Linked DNA regions of Mus musculus: all the other regions are linked to region 4. A link is a contact called in public HiCAR-type and promoter capture Hi-C data. All regions are on one chromosome and are shown on one strand. The core of a region is the stretch at or near the end of the contact, and the rest is flanking DNA. Distances in the headings are between cores, read along the strand shown.

Region 1 (3,142 bases), core at 564-3,063, 2.8 Mb before region 4:
GAGCCTTCTCACTGGCCCAGAATGATTGATGTTTAAGTTTAAGTATAATTAAAAAAAAAAAAAAAAACAACAAAAACCCCTCTATGGATTATAAGGAGAATGTGAGAACACACACACACCCCCTGAAGCTTACCAGGACTATTGTTGAAATCTAATTAGAAGAATCTAAGCGTGCCCCTCTTCTCTACATCCCGTTTCTCACCCCACGTCTGTTGTCCCACACAACCTTCCTCACTTTCCCCTTTCCAATTCCCCCAAGGCCCTACACCCACACTTCTGGCCACTGTGCCACTGAAATGGCACTAGGGTCCCAGTGGCTGTCATCGTCCCCAAACCACTGCTATCTGACCTCTGCCACATTTCCCAAACTGCTGACCACCCCTCACCAGGGTCAGATTCTCTCCTTCAGCTTCTGAGACATTTCCATCACCTGGTGCCCCTCTCTCCCATCTCCCCAAGAACCCTTACAAGACTCCCCAACTTCAGTCTCTTCCTAAGGTTCTCGTCAGTAGCGAGTCCACGACACAACAGTTAGCATTCTATAGACTGAAACCACACTTCACCCTTAACTAATTATCACCTTGACTCCAGCTGCCATACCAAGTGTTGGACGTCTCCACAAGCATTTCAGATATGGCCTTCTTTCTCTCTCAACACACGCGCCTGTCAAGCCATCTATCATGTTAGAGCACCCTCACTCACACGTGACATTACCAGTGAATCATAGTGCTACCAGACGGAAACTACCAAACTTAAGTGGTAGGGAGCAGCAATGACTGGTACAAACTATTCATCCCTAGTTCCTCCCATATTTGATATTTTCAAACATTACTTTTCAGACAGACCCTACTAGGAAGCAGAATCTCCCTAGTGCCCTGGGATAGCTTCTAAATAGTGAAAAGGAGAGTGGTTTTTTAAAAATTATTACTGGGTCTACAGAGCAAAGTGATTTTCATATTAAAAATAAAGAAAGCAGAGTAAGATACCCTCTTTCAAAAGGAGAAATAAAGGAGCATATAATAAAATCCTCAGGTAATACGCAGCATTTAGTAAGCAGCTTTGGGATTTATATTCATGAAGTAGGGCTTGTTAACGTTGTTTGATGGTAATAACAGGCGCTGTTTCTCACCTCAATAGACGCCAATTAACTTTTCTCGACCATGTGGCTGTAATTTTAGTTCCTACCCTGGATTCTCCTCACTTCCTAAGAGGTTACTTTTCTTACTTGGCAGTTTACTCACCACCTTAAAAACCCTTCACTTGCCAATCGGCCATTTATTCCGTAAATCTGAATGACAGAAAAGAGATGGAAGAGGGTGGGGATGCTAAGCACCTCTTGAAGGGGCAGAGCAAAGGCTACATACAGTGCCAGAAATGGAGAAGGATGGGAGTTGGAACAAGCACAGGGTGGAGGGCTGACATTAGGCAGGGACTGGGACGGAGGATGCTATCTCTGAGCAGGTGGTGTGCATAGGGAGAAGACGTGGAGCTGGGACTGGGAAGGAGGGGGTGGGGAGCGGTGACAGACAGGCGACAGGACAGGAGACGCAAAAGGCTGAGGCTGAGAGAGACGGGACGCCGAGGGAAGGGAGGCTTGCAGCCGCGTCCCGGTCGCCGGGACACTTACTCGGGTCCCTCTTCAGGGCGCCGGGGGTCTCCTCCCGCAGGTGAGGGAATAGGAAGTCGCGCGCGGACTGCAGGTCCTGGAAGGAGCAGAACTGGACGATGGAGCAGGCCATGGCTGCAGGGACCCCGCCTCGCGGGGCTCGTGGTCCCTAGCCACGCCCGGGCCACTCCACCCGAAGGCTGACAGCACGGAGCCCCGAAAGCTTCAGCTACCCTGGGGGGGCGGGGACGCCAGACCGGAAGCTGTCAGCACTCCTCGCGAGGGGAGGGTGCTACGCATGCGCGGGACGCCCCGAAGCTGCGCGTGCGCGGGCCGAGCGGGAGCCGAGGGAGGGTGCAGCTTCGGACACGTGACTCGCGGTCTTGTGGCGGAGAGTTAGACGTGGAGCCTGGCCGCATTCTTTCTTGGGCGAGCTTGTCCCGTCATTCTGGCCTTCCTCCAAAGGTGATCTAATTGAACTTTGCGGGGGCCATTGAGTCACCCAAACAATCTTGTTGGTGTGCTTCTACGGACACGACCTAGATCGTTCGCAGATCAGGCGGTTTAAGCTGAGTGTGGGCAGGTGCCTGAGAACTTCGTAATTTTGTTTGTGCTTTTGTTTTTTTTTTTTTTAATGTGGAAGGCTATCCTCAGCACCTATACCCCAACTCCCAAAAGAGTCTGCGGCGCCTATGCCTGTAATCCTTCCTACCTCAGTCTGAGGCAGGTGAATTTCTGGCTGTTGAAGCCACTATCCTGGGCTACAATGCAAAAACAGTGTCTCAAGTAACAAAGCGATGGAAAGCAGCTCCTTAAGGGCTCGTATTAAATAAATACTCCTATCTATAAGTTGCCACGGTTCTGTGAAAGCCCGATGTAGTAACAGGACCAGCGCAGTATTGAATGGTGCTCTGTAATCGTCCGTTTGCCTTTTCATCCGTTTGTTCATCTAACCGCCCAACAAGTATTTGTTAGTGTTTTCCGTGCCAGCCACACTCTAGGCACAGAGCTTCGGAACAGAAAGGGACACATTCCTACGGAACTAAAAAGCTAGTGACTAACACAGGCCAAGTGAAGCAATTACTTACTCAGCTAACTAAAACTGAGAGAATGCTAGGCGGGAAAGAACAACAAAACAGCACGGCAGAACAGAGCTGGGGAGACTGACCCTGTACTTTTCCTTTGGGTTTTGGATAAGGAAAGCACCATCCTTATAGACTCCTGGAGGACTGGGGATCCGTTTAACCCCTTAAATACCTGGTCTCTAGCATGGGATCTGGCACCCAGTTGAGTCCTTGATAAATACTTACTGAAGTATATACACATAAATTAAAGACCAACCTGAGTCTTTTACTTGGATTTGAAAGTACATTTCCATATCTTGCCCAGTTAGACTGTCATAAATATCTTCAAGGAGTCTTGTTTCTTTGATTGTTTGAGATAAGGTCTAGCCATGTAGTCCAGGTTAGCCTCAAACCTTCAATTCCCCTCAATGTCCAAGCACTGGGATTATATGTGTGTACTGTACCATGGCTG
Region 2 (3,209 bases), core at 676-3,175, 2.9 Mb before region 4:
ATGCAGATTAGGATTCAGACGTGTCCAACGTGTTCCCAGCAAAAGCATTAAAATAACTTATCTTTGGAACCTGGATCAGTAGTGCTGAAGTTCAAGGTATTAGGAAAGATAGAAATGAGCACGATGGTGCAAATTCTGAACAATTAATAGAGATCCCCTTATTACCAGCTATCAAACGCAATCATCAGCTAATCAGCTGGGCGTGGTGACCTTGCTTCTGGTCCCTGCACCTGGGTAGCTGAGTCAGGAGGATTGGGAATAACACATTAACTTTAGTTACACAGTAAATTCAGGCTAGCTTTGCTACCGAGTGTGGTACTTTCTCCAAACACTCATGCATGTACACATATATCCTCAATTCCAAAAACTCATATAAATATGCCGAATATATATATGTGTGTGTGTATATGTATATACATACATATATGGAGATAGAACAACCCTGGACCTCATGCATGCTAGGCAAACACTACCAACTTAACAATATCTCTCAGTAAAATTCCAGAAATGAATCCAAACATACTACTAAGGGTGGTATTTTAAATCCAAGAAAGAAGCAGATGAATGTATGACACTGCCTAGCCCTTGGGACGAGACACAGGAAGATCCTGGATTTGAGGTGGGCTACACCGCAAGATCCTGTCTCAAAAGAAAAAAGGAGAGAGGAAAAAGAAAAGAAAGGAAAAGGAGGAAAGCCACTCGCACACAAATAGCAACTGGTAGAGCTTCAAAAACAGTTGGATCTTTCTTACATTCTTATTAAAATACGTTCCAGGTAAAATGGTTCCGCTGGTAAAGGTGCTTGCCGCTAAGCCTGAGAACTTGAATTCAAATACAGTGAAAGGAGAGAACTGACTCCTGCAAGCAGCCCTCCATCCTCCACCCAAACACCTGTGGCACCTGTACACACACACACACACACACACACACACACACACACAGCCAATGCTGGGTTTTGTTGTTGTTGTTTAATGTTCCAGGAAGTCCTGGCTGGAAGCACATGTACCTTGGATTTGAAGCCAGTCTAACAGTTTTCTCTCTCAGTCTAGTAGATTTAAATTAAGGTAGAAACTACAAGAAGTATAGGAATGGCTTTATAAACTTGAAAAGGGCCATTAAAACATAAAACTAAGTGTATTAACACATTTACACAGAAATTAAAACTTCTACATGTCCAAAATGCCACAAGCAAAGCCAGTTCATACCATATAACAGGAGAGGAAAGTCCTGTATCCCCAGTAACAACTGGGCTGTTTTGTTTGGGGCAAGAACAGTTGACAAGCCATTTCCAGAAAGAGAAAGGTGCTTATCACTAAATACACGAAATGCTCAGTCTACTGAATTTAAACGAAATGCAAACCTCCAGCCTGAGAAGTGATTAAGGTTGCCACACGAAATCGTTTGCCCAGTCTGCAGGGATCGAGGAAACGTGTCCCTACTGGAGCCCTCCAACAAAAACAAAATGTATACATGGGTTCGACGCAGCTCTTCTATTCCTGGTTAAATAAATCACAGCAGCCTACTGATGCAAAGAAATGACGACTGAAAGGATCTTTGCTATTCTGAAGTTTCTAAATACGGATGCGAAAGTCAAGTTTAACTCTGTAGTTTATTCCACTATGAAAGAGAAGGTCCAGATAGACAACCACATGTGGCCACTCAAGCTTCTAGAAGCGTCTGAACGACGAGCAGTGTAGCAGTGTAGTGTTTGGGATTACAACCCCTGGCACTCCTCTAATCTGTGCCAGGGGTGGGCAGTTACCTGAACAACAAGAAACCAGGGCCGCCTGAGCCTCTGCGTTGCAGCGGGAGAAACTTACACTCAGCCTGGTGTCCCCTAAGCGCTGTCCGGCCTGGTGGCTCGCTGTCCGGGAACCGGCTGCCTCCAAGTCCACTGGTCCAATGCTGTGAGAAGGACAGCGGCTGCGCGTGCGCGAGGTCGGCGCAGGCGCACACAGGTCCCCGCGCGCTCCCGGCTGTCGGGGGAACCCGTTTCTGAGCGTTCTGCGCAGGTTTTCGCTACTTGTCGTCAGAGCCTGAGTTCCCAGGCCGTTCCTGGGTGCTGGTTTCTGGCATCTTGGCGTCACCGCCACAGTTTTTGCTTGTTTTCTCCCCTAACTTAGCTGCGACTGCACAGGTGCCACCACGCTGGCTTGCCTTTGGTTTTTAGTGAGTTGCCTTTGTGGGATTCTTTTGATAAAAGCAACACTTTTTTTTTTTCCCTTAAAAAATTTCTCATGCCGTTATTTTATGAGGATAATAATAAAAAGATTTTGTTTTTATGTGTTTTCTGCGACTCTCAAACCTTAGTTAATAGAGGCAAACCATAACTTATTTGTTCATATATATTTGTTAATATATATTTGTTCATATACATGCATATATTCATATACATTCATATAAACACACACACGGTATCATTCAGGCAGGCCTCGAATTCTTGGCAGTCCTACCTCAGCTTTTCCTGTACTACACACTCCTATTCTCACCAGCCCAGCGAGAAATGTCCACACACACCACTTACATATCGCTAGGATTGGGAAAGACTTTTTTTTTTTAATTTATTTATTTTATGTATATGAGTACACTGCAGCTATCTTCAGACAGACCAGAAGAGGGCATCTGATTCCATTACAGATGGTTGTGAACCACCATGTGGTCGCTGGGAATTGAACTCAGGATCTCTGGAAGAGGAGTCAGTGCTCTTAACAGCTGAGCCACCTCTCCAGCCCTGGGAAAGACTTCTTTAGTTTATTTCATTTACTCTGTATTTAGACATACCTTTCAGGTGTGGTAAAAATGTCTACAACACACACCCTCTAAAGCCGTACACTGGATGCTGGTGGGATGGCTCAGCAGGCAGTTTGGAGCACACGTTCTTCCAGAGCACTGGGGTTTGGTTCCCAGCACAGGCTCACAACTATCCAAACCTCTAGTTCCATGGTGCTCCACAACCTCTTCTGACCTCCTCTGGTACCAGACACACAAATGGTGCACATAAATACACCCAGGCAAAGACTCATACACATAAATAAATCAAAAAACAAAACAAAACAAAACAAAACAAAACAAAAAACTTAACAGTCCATACATTAGTTTTTGTAGTTACATTGTAACGGCGTAACAATTGCCATAAATACGGACAGATACATTCTCTCTCATGGATTTAGCTTAGCCACTGAGATGCAGAGTCCACCGGCACTCTGGGA
Region 3 (3,271 bases), core at 245-2,744, 2.6 Mb after region 4:
CCAGCAAAACAGAACCAGACCACACAACACTTACTGCAAAATCTTGTCTAACTTCTTCCTCTCACAATTTAGAATAATACCTTGCGCAAACTAGCACACTTTTACATCTTGCAGTGAATAAAGAAAAAGTCACAAAGATAAACAGTTTATTTCTAAGAGGCAGCTTTATCTCAAAAATTGTGCAGAGAGAGAGAGTAGTAGAGACAGGCTTTCCTGATTAAAGCAGTCTACTAATGTCTTCTCCTTCTCTCTTCCCCCTTCTGTTTGTTTGTTTGTTTGTTTGTTTGTTTGTTTGTTTGAGATAGGGTTTCTCTATGTAGCCTTGGAACGACTATGGAGACCAGGCTGATCTTGAACGCACAGAGATCCTCCTGATTCTGCCTGTGCTCTTACAACTCAGTAATAAAGACACATTCTATTTCATTTGTTTGAAAATTCTTTGGTGCTGGGTCTAGCTTCAAAGAGAGATACTGATAGTCTACAGAAGAAAGCCCAAAGATGAGCTCCAAATGATAGTCTAGAAATGATACAGTCTAGAAATGATACAGTCTAGAAATGATACAGTCTAGGGATCTTGATTGGATCTGTTTTCACTGATAGTTAAAAGAATGAAAGGGTGGTTCAGGTCTTTAATCCCACGGCTCAGGAGACAGAGGCAAGAAGATCTCTGTGAGTTTGAGGCCAGCCCCATCTACTAAGAGAGTTCCAAGATAGCCAGGGCTGTTACACAGAGAAACCATGTCTAGAACAAACTGAAAGGAAAAAAAAAAAAAAAGAACTGTTAAGACTAGAAGAGTTAAAAGGCAAAGCACAACAAGCAGTAGCAGAATTAGCAGTTAAAAAGGCGTTTATTGCAGGCAGTAAACACACAGAGAAAAAGACCTTCTACAAAACAGAGAGGGGATTTGAGAAGCTGAAAAATCCAGTCTCTTCTTGAGGCCTGGGGGTTGTAAAACCTCTAAAACCTCCCTGACCTACTTTAGTGTTGGTCAGTTTGAAGGCAGAAAGGATGGATGGTTGATCGGTCCACTACAGTTGTGTAACGTGTTCTAATCAGGCTTTGAACTTATTGAACCAGTCCATCAGCAGGTGACCTGCAGGTAGATGATAAAAGCTTGCCAGGTTTTTGTCTCAAATCAGGAGGTTAAAAAAAGCTGGCCATCTTGGAAATTCGCCATGGCTCATGTCCCTGTTTGTCTACTAAGGGTCTGCCCAACTCCTCGTCTCTCAATACTAACAAATCGAAAAGAAAACATAGGTTTGGCATAATGGAACCTACAGCTTCGTGCATGCCAAGCACGAAGCTCTGCCAGCAGAATTACCCAGCGTCAGATATATGACAAAAGATTAGGCTAGGCGACCTGAACTCTCTGCTTTTTGAGAAAAAAAAAAAAATGAGAGTAAGAGTTTCTCAGTAAGTCTGGGTTTTGTGTGTGTGTGTGCGTTTCCTTGAAGAGTTGGAGCACAGAACGGAAAAAACGGAGGCAAGAGCAGCAGTCATAGACGGAAAGATTATCGCTTGGCTGCCAGCAGGAACCGCCACTAGATTAGGCCGGCCCTTGCTCCGCAAAGCCGGACACGCCCTACACTACGCCCAGCGCACAAAGCCCTATGGGACTTGTAGTCTTTCGCCTATCTGCTCCTAGGAGGCGGAGAGACCCTGCTGTACGTAAATGAATCTTTCTTCCCGGCGTCGTCTCGGTTTTCTCCCTTTGCGAAAGGCCTAGTAGGGAAAGTTTGAAAATTCCCGCGGAGTCGGCGCCAGAGGCCGGAACCCTCGCGAGAAGTCCGAGCCCCGCAGCGCGATCTGCGATCGGATCCCCGCCCTGGCCACGATCCTTCCCTGGGCGGAGAGGCTGTGTGTGTGGGGTTCGGGCAGTGCGCCCGGGGTAATGCGCAGAGCGCGGCCCGAGCGGTGCCAGCCCAGTAAGTCGAGTCGCCAGCGGGGAGGACGCGGCGCGGGCGGTGGGACGAGTTCGAAGCCGGGATTGGGCGAAGGAGCACCCGGGGCCTGAGGGGACCGGCGAGAGACTGAGCGAGAAGCGGCTTCCGCGGGCCCGGGGCGCGCGCCGGGCCGTGTCTCCCGGGAGATGCTGTGACGGACCGCACGGAAGCAGCGACGCCGGGGCCCTTGGCGGCCTGGCCCGCGGGCTCAGGTAGGGTGGGGAACCGCAGGCCCGCGCGCCGAGGGCGGGGCGGCCGGGGCGGCGAGGCCCGGGGCCTAGGCCGGGCGCACCGCCTCGCGGGGAAGCGGCGTCCGCGAGCCGCGACCGGTGCGGCTCGTTCCAGCGCTCGGGCGTTAGTTACATAACCCTGGCGGCGGGTGCCGGCACATGGCCGCAGAGTCGAGCCTCCGGGCTCGTCTCCCGCGCCCGCGGGCGGGATCTCCGCCCCCCGGGACGAGTCTGACTCGAGACCCCGGGCCGTCAGGGTGTAGCGGAGCGATGGAGACCTTTGTGGGGCGTTCCCCGCGGACAGCCGCGGGCGCTCCGAGTCTCTCCGGCGTTGGCGTGAGCTCCACATGGTCCTGTGCTTGGCTCGGGTGAGTCCTGGGCGGGGGAAAAAGTTTCACTCGCGAAGCGGGCCACAGGGCTGAGTGGATCTGGTCCAGGACATCTAAGAGAACCGTGTCCGGAGCTCATCTGCGAGCTGTAAGGCCCATGACTTTTGCCTTTGGTTGACTTTTTGGAGAGTCGACTCTGCTTTTTGAATTGATAGGTACACACATGGTCCTTTTGAGACAGGTGGTTTTTGTTGACTTTGTGGAACCTTTCTTTTTGGTACCGTGAAGAATCACATCCAGGTCCTCACACATGTCAGGCAAGCGCTCCACCACTTGAGTTGTGTCCCCAGCATGGGATCTTGTGATTTTTCGGTTCCTAAAGCAAACGGCAGCCATTCTTAGAGGTGTGTTGTTATAGGAAAGTGAGCGTTGTTATTTTTGTTTATTTTTGATGCCAGTGATCGAAGCTACCACCTCGAGCTTATTAAGCTCGAGCCCCGCCACTGAGATCTAACCAAGTCGCTGAGTTTGGGTGCTTTTTTTTTTAATAGACAGTTGGAGACATTTTTTAAAGAGCGTGGATTCTTTAGAAGAAAATATAATTTGGTTTTTGATATACTAAAGAATCTGTGGGCTTTAAGAACTGTCTTTAACTGTCAGCCTCCCAGAAGACAGACGTTGTTGGGTGAATTTACCTATTTCAAGCGGTGATGTTTGTGCTATGGGGAGACTACATTCCGTGATTTAGTTTGTAGTTTTAGTGGTTCT
Region 4 (2,961 bases), core at 191-2,690:
GCGTTTTAAGATATTCACATCACAGCCCTAACTTAATAAATGAGACTAAACCATTAGTTACAAAATGCTAGTAATTCCAAATTTCTTGACTCTTAGCAATTGTAACCATCCCAAGCCACCTAATAACCTAATAACCAAAATATTATATATGTGTCCAACCTAGAAAAATTTAGGAACACCCTCCACAACGCAAAGGGGCAAAGAGACAGTATAGTATATTCTGCACGTGTAATTACAAAAAAACCAAAACAAAATAGAACATTGAAACACAAATTTTAACACTCTTTCTTGGATTTTATAAAAGCAAAAAAATTAAGTTGTTTTAAGTTTTTATCGTTTTGTTTTCTTAAACAAGTGATGCGATAAGAACGTGAGTTGATGAGGGGTTTAGGGATGGATATGGCTAAAATACGTGACCTTTCAAAGAATATATAAAAATTATTTTTTAAAAAAGGACTTAGGTTGACTGCGATTAATCCTGCTTGAGAGGAGAACAAATACAACACCCACGAGGAAATAAATACACGGCTGCAGGAGCCACCATAACCAGTCAGATCTTGTGCTTGCTAAGGGGGCTTTTCAGAAACACCTCCATTCAACCTGCAAGTCACCTGTGACGCTGGCCAAGTCAGATGCCAAAAGAATTCACTCATCTTTCTTAGAGGTCTTGCAGAAAAAAAGCTGGGGGAGCGGGGCACTGAAGTTTTCCTCTGAACTAAAACTTTCAAGGCTGCATTTACTAAAACCTGTTTCCACAAAGAGATAGATAGGGTGACATGGCTGCTATCACCAACATCAGATCGAAATTCAAGTTAAAAAAAAAAAAAACTGGCAGAAAGAAAAAGAAAGGCAAGCCTTTTCAAGCGCTATGCTTCACTTCAGTAAAAAGCCTCAAAACAATTCAAAGAAATAGGCTAAGAACAAGGTTCCCCGGCTCTTGACCTTCAAAACAAGCTTCCCCAAAGGTCTCATCCGAGAAGCAAAGTTTGGAGCAGCGGCCCGGGCTGCCGCACTGCCTGCGGGGCAGCATCGCGACCGTCGCGGGGACCCAGAGGGACGGAGCCTCAGAGCCTCGAAGCCCGAAGCTCCACCGGCTCCGCTGACCCGGCCCCCCCGCCCTGTACACTTCCGGGCCCCAGCACGCCCACCCGCTTACCGGCATCATTTTGGACCCGAACCGCATGGAAGCGGGGGTCTGGCGGCGGCCTGGCCGAGCAGAAGTGACCCGAGGGTCGCGGGCCCGGGGAAGCCAAGCGAGAACGAGGCCGCGCGCCCGGCGGCCGACCTGTTGCGAGGCAGCGGCGCTGGAGTCCCCTCAGCGGACCGGGACGCCACCGAGTCCGGGGCCCAATCCCCTCGCCCGTCTCCGGGACGCGGCTTTGTCTCGGCGCTCGCGACTCCCACCTCCTCCTCCTCCTTCTCGCCGAAACCAACTAATCCCGGCCGGGCCCCCACCGAGGCGCGCTGGCCCCGCCCCCCACGAAGCCCCGCCCGCGGCGCGCCCCAAGGCTTGAGGTAAGGGGGAGCGGAGCGCCAACCGGGCGGCGAAGGCGCATGCGCAGATGCTGGGGGCGGTGCCAGAGGGGGCGGGAACCTTTGCTCCGAGGGAGGAAGATGCAGGCGGCGGAGCTGCTCCTGAACGCGCCTCCAGGCGGAGCCAAGGCACGGGAGGGCGGCGCCGCAGGAGAACAATAATCGTAAAACGCGGGGATGGAGCCCAGGGCTGTGTCCCTCACCTCCTTGGCGGTTCCGAGTTGCTCAAGAGAGTTGAGCCCTTTGCCTTAGGAACCATGAACCAGCCACAAGGCGCCGGACGCCGAGGGGCCTGGGCGGCGCCGCCTCACACACCTGACTCAGGGCGCCCTGAGGGATCCGAGCGCCCCACAAGATGGAGACCTGCGAGTCCGCCGGGCCGGAGCACGTTCCTGACAGAAGGCGCTCTCGGATTTGTCCTCATCCCTCAGGCGATGTCCAAGACCCCCCTCTGAATGGCCTGTTACTTCTATAATGTAAGAAGGGAAAAGCCCTTCAGTGTTGAGAAGTGGGGGGGTTCCCTGTGTTTTGAACAGCACGCTCAAAGGATTTGAAAATGGGTAAAAACAGCTTTCTGGGGCGCTCTTCAGCTCATCACGACCTGTAAACACTTTTAACACAAGGACCATTTTTTGGAGCCGTCGAAGCTCACGCTGGGAAATTGGCAGTAGTTCGCTTTGATAGGGAGGCAGATAGTCGAGTCCATTATCCAGAGAGACATAGGCTTCAGGAACACTAACTCCACGAAGCTCATTTCACGTCAAGTAACCCGTGCAAGCTCATTTGGAATCAGAGGACAGAAGAGTCCCCAAAACGAAATGAAATGAAGCACCAGAATGTATACAGCTTCAAGAATGGAGCCAGCTGAATGTGGTAGCGTGCACTAGTAATCTCAGCGCTTGGGAGGCTGAGCCAGGAGAATTGCAGTGAGTTCCAGGCCAGCCTGAGCTGAAAGAGTAAGACCTTACCTCAAATGACACTTTTATAAAAATTAAATATAAATTGACCTGTGTGTGGCACAGATCTATATCCCCAGGTACTCAGAATGCTGAGGCAGGAAAATCCCAAATTTAAGGGTTCCCAGGGCAGCTTTAGCAGAATAGGTCTCAAAATGTAAACGGGGGGGGGGGGGTCCCTGGAGTCAGACATAGTTTAGTGATAGAGTGTTTAACATGAATAAACTCCTGGTTTTAATACAAAGCACAACAGAAAGAATGAGCACTTATTGTTTGTCGTCCCAGCACTAGAAGGCTGAGGCAGGACGTATCAAGAGTCTGAGGCCAGCCTGGGCTACATGCTCTGTCTCCAAATAAATAAACAACAAATAAAAGAATAATTATTTTTTTATTTTAACATATCCCTTACCCAAAAAAAAGAATCATCCAACTCCCAGTTAACATCATCCCAGCTACTCTATCATCCCAGCTA
Region 5 (2,918 bases), core at 336-2,835, 2.6 Mb before region 4:
ACACCATAATGCAGGCTGTGGCCTTGTCATTAGTTCCAAAGCCTAAGTGCTAGTTGAACAGTAGAGATGGCCACCAAAGTGGTCTTGGGATTTTCATTTGCTCTGTGGAATTGAGAAGTACTTACAACATAAGATGCTTGAGAAATAAATATGCAGCTCGTGTTCTAGAAGCGACTACATACGGTGTGTGTGTGTGTGTGTGTGTGTGTGTGTGTGTGTGTGTGTGTATTCCCTCAAGATATGGGTTTGCTATTTTTAGGTTCTTCTGGCCCATGTTTTAAGGGTCAAGTGTTAAGTTTTCAGAAACAACTTTTAATGAGTCAGGATAAAAACCATCTGGCACAGGAATTCTTCCTCAAATGGATGCATTTGGGAAAGAGGAGTTTCCCATCATCCCAAGATTCCCATTTGAGGTTGAAGAAAGAAAAGGAATAGGGAGATGGTAAAGTTTTATCCTAGAGGCCAAGTGTGCAAAATATCAGAGTAAGAATGACAACATTGCATGGGGACAAATATGCCCAGGACCTGGAGTGGCAGGTGGAGGGAAAGGCAAAGCAGCCTTTTGGAAGGAAGAGTTCCAGACAGACCACAGAGACAGCCTTCTTACTCTCTCTGAATAAGTAGCCTAAGTGACACTTCCTTGTATCCCAGGAAGTGACGATCAGCCACTGTAGACATCAAGTCTCACCCACTCCAGGGATGCTGTGGGGTGCGGGGAGCCCTCTTCCACATGCTTTCTGGGCCAGCTCCTTTCATGAGGCTTTTGTGCCTTTTGTCCACGCCTGCCCCTGAACAACACCTCAGGGCAGAAGGATGCTGAAGGAAGGCTCGAAGAAAACCAGGAATTAAACCAGAGGAGAATTTAAGGATGGGCCAAGTGGAGAGTAGGATGGATGGTACCCAATGCTCCCTCCAGTGAAACAAATAAAAAAATACATAAAAAAGGAGGAAGGAGGGGGATCGTTCTCTATTCGCACGAACCCCATGTGTCCCCAGTGCCGGTTTAAAAGCCACACAAGAATCAACATCAAATCGCAGGACGCCCGCCGGAGGTTCTGAGGGGACAGGCTGATCCGCGGGTGGGGCGAGTCACTAATGAAATCCGGCCCGGCGGGCGGAGGCGGCCCCGCATCCCTAATGAGGGAATGAATGGAGAGGCCCCTCGGCTGGCGCCCGCCCACCCGGCGGCGGCCGCCAAGAGCCTCGGGGCGCTGCGTGCCGTGCCGCGCCCGCCGCTCCGCGCGCACCGGCTCCGGCCGCCGAGGGCTCCGGCTGATCGCGGCGGGGACGGCGCGGAGCGGCGCGCGGGCTCGGGGCCGCGGGGCCCGGCGCGGATGCGGCAGCGGCGGCGGCGACGGCGGCGGCGGCGGCGGCGCTCACCTGAGGCGGCGTGCGGGAGGCGCTGTCAGGGCCGCGCTCGCCGGGCGCCGCGCTGAGGCAGCTCCGGGGCGCCCGCTCTCCACTCAGCCCGCCGCGGCCCTCCGCGCCCGACCGGCGTCCCCGCGGCTCGGTCCCCGCGTCCTCGCCCGCCTTCCCGCCCCGCGGCCTGCGGGAGCCGCGCGCTCCCCGGCGCGGCCTGCTCGCGCGCGCCCGCCCTCGCCGAAGCCCTCCGCGGCCCGCGACCCGCCGGACCCCCCGCTCGACCCCGCTGCCCGCGCAAGATGTCGGCGCGGACGCCATTGCCCACGGTGAACGAGCGGGACACGGAGAACGTGAGTCTCCCGAGCCTCCGGCGCGGCTACCTGGGCGAGCCCGGCCTGACCCCCTTCCCCGTCCTTCCCGTCCCTACGCGGGGAGCCCCGGGGCGGCCCTCTGCTCGGAGGGGGTCCTGCCTGAGGGGATGCGGAGGGTGATGGAGGGCAGAGGGTGGGCGTCCAGAGTGGCTTCGTGAGCACCCCAACATTCTGGTCGCGCCCCCAGCCCCCCACTCGAGTGAATGGATGCTTGCTTGGCTGCAGCCCACGAGCCAGCCGAACCTCTTACACCTCGGCTGTCCTGGGATCTTTCAGCCCTTTGCTTTTCTGGATTTTTTTGAGTCCTTTGCAAACATACACCCCACCCCACCCCCGCATTGCCCCATGACTTTGCTTTTTGTAACATCAGGTCCACATTGGGGGGTGGGGGGGGGCACGGGCACCTTAGGGATAAAGAGGGCAGTGAAGTAGAGGGGTGTGTGTGTGTGTGTGACTTTATGTCACTGCAATACTCTCAGTGAAGAGTGGAAGATTTCACTTACAGCTTCTGTAGCCCCAAGGTGAGAAAGAAAAGATTTAAGAACCCCAAGAAGCCAGCTGTCTTCTTCTCTTCCTCAATCCAGTGTTCGTGACTCAGGGACAGGTTTTAAGTACTTCTCCTCAGAGTGTCACAAGGCACATTTCTTTGAAGGCAGGATTTTTCTGTGTCTGATCAAATTGCCCTCAGGAGCTTCTTTGTTTAGTTTGGTTTGGTTTAATTTTTTTTTTTTTTTTTTTTTGTTTTTAAATCAAGATTGAGATGTTCACTCGCCGTATTTGAAGTCTAACAAAACCAAGAGAAAGGCCAATTGTAATTTCATCTTCTGAGACGGACGATTGTGTTTATATGTGTGTGCAGGTTCCTTTGCAGGAAAGGTGGCTTTCTGTCACTGTTGTTTTTAAAATTCTCCGCGACCTGCCAAGGGGCCCGGAGGCTCCAGAGGGTCTGGCCTGATTGCTGACAAGTTTTAAGGAACTAGGGGGTTCTAGGCTTTGCGTGGCCGACCAGAGAGCTCTCTGGGTGTCTACGCCCCTCATCGGTCCTCCAGTGCTTAATGTACCAGTGACTTCATAGGGATTGTAAAGTAAAAATACTCAAGTGCTTTGGTGTTCTGAGACAAAAGATAGGGGAGGAGAGACAGGCAGGCTCGCTTTTCGAAGGGGCAAATGAGGCACAAACATGGG
Region 6 (3,064 bases), core at 532-3,031, 2.9 Mb after region 4:
AGGGCAGAGCACTCGCCCAGCGCGTGTGCAAAGCCCAGGCTTTGACCCCTAACAAAGAAGGACAATGATAAATATAACTTTCCTAACGCCAACCACTCAAAAGGAAAATAAACCCTGCCCCAAGTTTCCTTGGACTGAGTAGGCTGTGGTCCACAGGCATTGTGAAATTTTTAAAAATGGTGCTAGGTCTGGAATTCAGGGCCTTATACGTGCGAAGTGGTCTACCACTGAGCTACAATCCCCTTGCCTTAAGAGGCTTATTTTAAAAATGAAAAACTCAAGAATATACTGGGTAAGTAAATTTTGTTATTGCTCTGATATTTTTTAAAAATCATTCTGAGGGAGGGACTGGGAGGAGAGGAGGCAGGGGAGGCAAGGATCGTGAGGTAAAGTTAATTAATTATTTAATTAATAAAAATTATAAAAATCATTCTGCCATATTCAATTGTTAAAATATAGCTCTGGGGAGGGGTGCAAGTCTAGAATCCTTCTGAGTTTATCAAAATGCCAATGGGGGGGGGTCACCTTTGCTTTTTTTCTTTTCCTGAGACATGGTTTCACTATATCCTAAACTAGCCCTGAACTCTATGCATCCCAGGCTGGCCTCCAACTGGTGGGTAATCAGCCTCCTGAATGCCAGGAGCACAGACTTTTACCACCATGCCTGGGAAGAATAATTTCAATAAAGAAAGGATGTTAAAAAACAAAACAAAAACTTAACAAAATCAAGATCAGTGAACAACAGTTAATAGCTTCTGCAGTGTACTAACTTACCATGCAAAAAAGGCCATCTTCAGGTGTCAATTCTTTCCGCCCTAGAGTTTCATTAGCTAAGGGCAATCTTGAGGCTACTTGGCAGGTGACACATTCCTGAGAAACTCTTTCCTTGTGCATTTATATGCCAAGCTCAATTATGCTGCCAGCAGAGTAAGCAGAAAGGATTGTACATATTTTAAACTAAGAAGTTGATTGGCCGCAGCTTCCAGCCTTGATGGAAGGGATAATGGGCAAAGCTTTGAGTACGATCCCCAAACACCGAAATCACTCTCAAAGAAAAGGATCTTCTAACACTGCCAAAATTCCCATTAGAGTATCCTATTTTTAGTCTTTGCAATCGGCCTTTTAAATTGCATTCTACGGTACAATGTGCTTAACTAAGTTTACACAGAGAATAAGGAAGCTTCCTAAGGCTTTAATCCTTTTAAACATGGGAAGGAATTTTAAGCTTTCAAATATTAAAATTTTTCAGCCTGAAATTTCAGTCTTGCAAACATGCATATTAAAAAGAAAAGGTAAATCTTGGCCCACAGGGAGGGAAAGAAGGGAGGCACTCGGCGGTTCCTGACAACCAAAGAGGTAGCTGTGGAGGGGAAAGAAGGTATATGGGGGCAAATAAAAGCTACCCGCAGGGAAGCTGGCACAGGCGACGGGCCACCGAACAGAGACACCGACGCGGAGTAGAAGCTGCCGGGTCCCCGGGGAGGGGAGCGCGCGCGGAGAAATTGGCGCGACGCGCGACAACCGCGTACCCGCAGAAAAGCGGGGAAAACAGGAGATCCGAGAGGGGGCGGATGCGAGAGGGACCCGCTGCAACTCCGGGGAGGACAGCGCCCGGGGAGGAGCCAGCGACTCCCCACAGCTCGGCGGTCGCCGCCAGCCGGCTGATCCCCTGCAGCCGGGCTGCTGGTCTTACCTGGGCATCCGAGGCAATGCAAGGGCTACCGCCGGGCGCCGGGTCTGTTTCCAGCCCCGCGCGCTGACATGGCGGCCGACGAGCTGTCACACCGCCGGCTCGGGTCTCCCGCGGCACTGGAGGATCGGACACCTCTAGCCTTCCCGCCCCGCCTCCCTCTGCGCAACCCTCCCGGCTGGCGGCCGGACCGAGGAGCATAGAGTGCGAGACCGCGGCTAGAGAGGAAGTGCGGAGGGCGGGCGACCATAGAGTTCCAGCACGGACACACCCGGAGAGTCCACGCACAGGAGCCTGGGGGCGGAGCCTAGGCGGAAGCGGAAGCGAGTGAGCAAAGGACTGAGGCTAGGTCGTTCGCATGCGCCATTCGTAATGTTTACTTCCGCCCGGCCTAGTGTGGTGGTGAAATGTGTGCACGTGTGATGGGGTGCTCTGCGTTCTTCGCAGAGGCTACCTTAACTGGTGTTTGAGGTGGACTTTAGAGGAGGATGAGGGGACCGGCGATGCGGCTTCCCCCGCGGATCGCGCTGTCAGCGTTGGCCCGCGGCCCATCTTGCATTCTAGGGTCCGGAGCGGCGACGCGGAAGGACTGGCAAACGAGGAACCGCCGCGGCTTCTCTGACTTCAATATAGAGCCGTTGCCTGATTCTGATTTGGAGGAGTCGTCCCCGTGGACATCCAGGAATCGATCGGAGCCTACGCGTCACATAGCATGTAAGAAAGCGGCCAGGAACCTGGTACGGGACCTGCTGGAGCACCAAAACCCATCCCGTCAAATTATACTAGAGTGCAATCCAGGTGAGTTGAACAGAAGCTTTGCCCTTAGCGTTTACGTGCCCAATATCCTAAATTAGTGTTTGTTTATTGTGTATGCGCGCGTGTTTAGGTCAGAAGACGACTTAGCGAGAGTCAGTTCTCGCCCTACACTTGTGATCTCAATGATTGAAACGAAGTGTTCAGGCTTTACGCCAACCGCCATTGCCCTCTGAGCGTTCTCATTGACCCTGAATTGTATTTTTTTCTTTCTTAAGCATCACTTCTTACTGACAGTCATTTCGTTTAGACTTGACAGTAATTTTTATGGCTAAACATTCAAATAGTCCGTGAGTAAGAGGTAGTCGCAATCTTACATACTATCTTATATACTTGTTTTTCTTCTAGGAAATAGTGACATTTGTTAGGACAGTAAGTGTTGCTGTCACTGACAGACAGAAGGCTGTACAGCTTACCTGTTGAGATGTTGTGGGTTCAAGGTAACTGCCTAATCATAGTTTTCTATATGCAAAAAGAATGTTATCTGGAAACATTGTGTCGTTGAAGCTTGTGTAAAGTCGACTTTGAAAGTGACTGTGGCCGGATGCAATGGCACACACC
Region 7 (3,274 bases), core at 66-2,565, 3.0 Mb before region 4:
AATCTCAACTGCACTCCGCAGCGGGCAGAACTCAGGCCTCCAGGATTAGCCACGAGGTCAGCATCATCTACCTAGTGCCGTTTCAAACCAAGAATCACATCTACTTCTTTCAGGGCTCATGGATTTGTTGTGAGGTTAGCATACAGAGACTGGAACTAACATGCTAAAATGTTATCATTTTAGAACATTTCAAGCGATTGCTACAGTCTATTTTTAGGGCTGGTGAGTGTGGCTCAACAGTCAAGTGCTTGCCTACAATGCAAAGCTCCCTGAGCTGTTTCCCAGCGCATTAATACATAAATAAATGTCTTTTCACTCCAATAGGCGCAGACTGCTGTCAAAGTTGAGGTTGCAAGAAATTTCATCAGCCCCACATGGCCAATTGTATTCAAGGGGCTGACTTTTTGAGTATTAGAAAAAGTACTTCCAAGTCTACATGATAAAATTTTTGGGTTGTTTCCCAAAGTAATGAAAAGACAGAAATTTTAAACTAGCTAGCAATAGCGTTAGCCACTTTGAAAAATCAATTTCGAATGGAACGTAGGATGACGTTTACTCGAGCCTGGACTACGTCCACGGGGTGTGTAGTAAAACAGCCAGTAGCATTAGTCCGCAGCGTTCCTACGGCTTTCCGTAATTACAGCCTTCGACCACAAGCCAACGCAGCCTCAGTAAAAATTCCAAGTGCTGACAGAAAAGTCTACCTTGCTCCCTTTAACTCGACAACCGAAGGGAAAGTGGGGCAAGTGAATTCAGATCTCCTGAGAGGTGGGGAAGGGGCGGGAGGTTCCTAGATCGCATTAAAAGGACGGGCCGGACAGACAGTTGGGGTTTTAATTCCACTTCAAAAGCCACTTGGGACCCTGGCAGAGTCGCAGCCATAGTCTCGTGTCTCCCCGCGGGGCTCTGGTCCTGTCCCCCCACTCCCGGGACAGCGGGCCTCGGGAGACGGCGCCCCGAGCGGACAGAGGCCGGGGCCACGCGGGGCTGGGTTCCCCGCAGAGCAGAACAGGCCCGTCCGTCCCGGGGCGGGAGGCTCGTTCGGCGTGACCGCCGCGGCACCAGCCCCGCACCCACGCGCTGATGCAACCCGCGCGGGTCGGCGGCGCCCTTACCCAGCGGAGGGTTTCCGGCGTTCACCGTGAGGCACAGCGCCGCCATCTCCCAGGAGCTGCGGTCTACTCGTCGGGCTGCCTTCCTGGCGGCGAGGGTTCAGGTGGAAGCAAGGAGATGCAACGTGTGCGCGCGACCGAAGGCACCGCAGCCCTGACTCCTCCCCACGGGCCGCCACCGCCGGAGTCGGTGCGCACGCTACGACACGTCATAAATATGCGCCCGCCAAGGCAGCCTTCGCTCCGCCCCACTCCACGCGCCACGACTGCAGAGAGGTCAAGGCAGGCTACTCTGTGCGTCATCGCTGCGCGCCCACGACATTTCAGCCTCTCTCCCGTCCCCGGCCCGCGGATACTGACGTCTGGCGAACGCTATTGAACGTAATCGCCGTGCGTCGCCTCCACCTTAACCGCACGCTCCAGTTGCCTCTTGGCAGCAGGACTGGGCACCCGTGAGGTGCCACTCCGTTGTGGAAAAGGAACAGCCGTTAAGACCCATCGGAAAGTGAGGGAAGCAGGCGGACGATAGACTAGTCCATTCTGGGGCAGTGGCACATCCATGCACAAAGTCGACGAGCTACACTGGGTATAAGGGAGCTTCCCTTCAGTCTTCTCTAAAAGGAAATATTTTCAGGATTGTTTGGTGTGGTGCACGTCCCAGCATCTAGGAGGCAAGCTAGAAATACAGAAAACTATGGGGACAAAGAGAAAAAGGACCTGCTTGCTGGGCCTCCTGGCCCTGAGAATCAAGATTTCCAGATGTTACTATCTGTAGTGAAGCCTGCCAATATTGACAATGTTTGGGGGTTTTGTTTGTCTGTTTTAGAGAGAAGCATCTTCAAATGAGAGGGTTAATAATAATTCAGGCTATACAGAGAAACCCTGTCTCAAAAAACCAATAATAATAATTCAGGCTGGAGGCCTACGCGTATGTGAGCTTAAGGATGGTCTGCGAACCTCACAACAGTTAACTTGTGTTCACAGTGGAAACAAAAGAACAATTCAGGAACAGCCCATGACCAAATTCCTTAATAACCTTTAAAAATAATAACTTCAGTGTTCTTGCTAAGACCATGAAGTGTGACTGTGGTATGCGTCCTCTTTGGAGCACCTGTCAACTCCCATGCTTTAAAAAAAAAAAAAATCACATAGTAAACTCCAACTTTGAATCATAGTGGCTGCCTCTGAGGAGGTCTTCATGATAGACTTGTCTTGTCATTTCTGGAATCCAAGGTAATTAGAGAAGAGTATGACTGGGGGTAGGGGATTGAGTCAGAGAAGAAACAAAATGGCATTAAGTGCACTGGCTGGTGCCTTCTTTCATTCCTTTGTAATAGAAGTACCTTGCCGGCTGCAAAATGGCTGTGTATAAATGCTGGTTCAGAGGCAGGGACCCAAAGAAATAGCTACCCTATAGTTACATGAAAACATTGGCACATTCCTGAGGCTATTGGAAGGTAAGGGTAAATATGTACTGCTTCTGAAATCTCGCCTGCACCTTGAACTTGAACTTTTGGAAAATGCCCTGGGCAAACACATGCATCACAGAGAATTTGGATTAGAAACCCCCCTGAAAGATGCCTACTTATACACCCGGAAACAGGACAAATATTAGGGCAGCAGTGTGCTTTTGGTTTTGCATCTGAGCAATCTAGCCAAGGCTCTGCAAGTGTTCTACTCTTAAGATACTAAACACTGAGTCCTGAAGTCTTTCTTGAAGTTCTTGTCTTTTAACCATTACTATACTTATTTGTTGGTTTGATCGTCTGAGGCAGAATCTCTATATCTACCTATCTATCACAAGGATTGACCTGAAATAACTAAAGAACTCTATTTACAAAAAAAAAAAAAAAAAAAAAAAAAAAAAAAAAAAAAAAAAAAACCCAACCAACCAAAAAAACCAAACAAACAAACTGCAGAAAATGGGTTATGTCACAAAAATGAGGCGTTTCCCCAATCCTGTATCCGAAGCCCTGATGCATGCTGGGGAAATCACCACTGAGCTACTTTAAAATGTTTACTTAGGGGGTGGGGATAAGGAGTGTCTCAGCAGTTAAGAACAGTGGCTGCTCTCACAGAGGATTCTGGTTTAATTCCTGGAACCTACATGGTGGCTCACAAACATATATAACTCAGATTGCAGGGTGTCTTAGTTAGAAATT

Evidence for each region. Promoter capture Hi-C pulls out the DNA fragments that hold promoters and counts their contacts. HiCAR-type assays count read pairs that join an accessible place to other places.
Region 1: a promoter capture Hi-C map of pre-B cells shows a contact between it and region 4, with 7 times the contacts expected there. The contact joins the promoter of Rab3gap2 here to the promoter of Trp53bp2 in region 4. A contact is called at or near these places in 5 of 39 promoter capture datasets (embryonic stem cells, hippocampal neurons, liver and 1 more) and 1 of 115 datasets of contacts at active chromatin or transcription factors (astrocytes).
Region 2: a contact with region 4 is called in a promoter capture Hi-C map of pre-B cells, with 3 times the contacts expected there. The contact joins the promoter of Bpnt1 here to the promoter of Trp53bp2 in region 4. A contact is called at or near these places in 4 of 39 promoter capture datasets (embryonic stem cells, hippocampal neurons, liver and 1 more).
Region 3: a promoter capture Hi-C map of pre-B cells shows a contact between it and region 4, with 4 times the contacts expected there. The contact joins the promoter of Ahctf1 here to the promoter of Trp53bp2 in region 4. A contact is called at or near these places in 1 of 39 promoter capture datasets (pre-B cells) and 1 of 484 Hi-C or Micro-C datasets (CD8 T cells).
Region 5: a promoter capture Hi-C map of embryonic stem cells shows a contact between it and region 4, with 15 times the contacts expected there. The contact joins the promoter of Mark1 here to the promoter of Trp53bp2 in region 4. A contact is called at or near these places in 2 of 39 promoter capture datasets (embryonic stem cells and hippocampal neurons).
Region 6: a promoter capture Hi-C map of pre-B cells shows a contact between it and region 4, with 8 times the contacts expected there. The contact joins the promoter of Cnst here to the promoter of Trp53bp2 in region 4. A contact is called at or near these places in 1 of 39 promoter capture datasets (pre-B cells) and 3 of 115 datasets of contacts at active chromatin or transcription factors (astrocytes, large pre-B cells and thymic regulatory T cells).
Region 7: a contact with region 4 is called in a HiCAR-type map of astrocytes, with 5 times the contacts expected there. The contact joins the promoter of Eprs here to the promoter of Trp53bp2 in region 4. A contact is called at or near these places in 4 of 39 promoter capture datasets (embryonic stem cells, hippocampal neurons, liver and 1 more) and 1 of 115 datasets of contacts at active chromatin or transcription factors (astrocytes).

Annotation. Positions count from the first base shown.
Region 1 is chr1:185,202,839-185,205,980 of GRCm38.p6, reverse strand. Rab3gap2 (RAB3 GTPase activating protein subunit 2) reads right to left here and starts at 1,813. Exons shown (of 35, transcript NM_001163754.1): 1 at 1,628-1,813. The coding sequence starts at 1,739.
Region 2 is chr1:185,330,875-185,334,083 of GRCm38.p6, reverse strand. It overlaps Bpnt1 (3'(2'), 5'-bisphosphate nucleotidase 1), which reads right to left and starts at 1,925. Exons shown (of 9, transcript NM_011794.3): 1 at 1,821-1,925.
Region 3 is chr1:179,802,238-179,805,508 of GRCm38.p6, reverse strand. Ahctf1 (AT hook containing transcription factor 1) reads left to right here and starts at 1,494. Exons shown (of 36, transcript NM_026375.2): 1 at 1,494-2,156.
Region 4 is chr1:182,407,646-182,410,606 of GRCm38.p6, reverse strand. Trp53bp2 (transformation related protein 53 binding protein 2) reads right to left here and starts at 1,440. Exons shown (of 18, transcript NM_173378.2): 1 at 1,157-1,440. The coding sequence starts at 1,183.
Region 5 is chr1:184,998,216-185,001,133 of GRCm38.p6, reverse strand. Mark1 (MAP/microtubule affinity regulating kinase 1) reads left to right here and starts at 1,585. Exons shown (of 18, transcript NM_145515.2): 1 at 1,585-1,712. The coding sequence starts at 1,662. It overlaps Gm39728 (a long non-coding RNA gene), which reads right to left and starts at 1,568. Exons shown (of 5, transcript XR_865821.3): 1 at 1,381-1,568.
Region 6 is chr1:179,545,246-179,548,309 of GRCm38.p6, reverse strand. Cnst (consortin, connexin sorting protein) reads right to left here and starts at 1,781. Exons shown (of 11, transcript NM_146105.3): 1 at 1,694-1,781. Tfb2m (transcription factor B2, mitochondrial) reads left to right here and starts at 2,034. Exons shown (of 8, transcript NM_008249.5): 1 at 2,034-2,488. The coding sequence starts at 2,179.
Region 7 is chr1:185,361,085-185,364,358 of GRCm38.p6, reverse strand. Eprs (glutamyl-prolyl-tRNA synthetase) reads right to left here and starts at 1,315. Exons shown (of 32, transcript NM_029735.2): 1 at 1,116-1,315. The coding sequence starts at 1,161.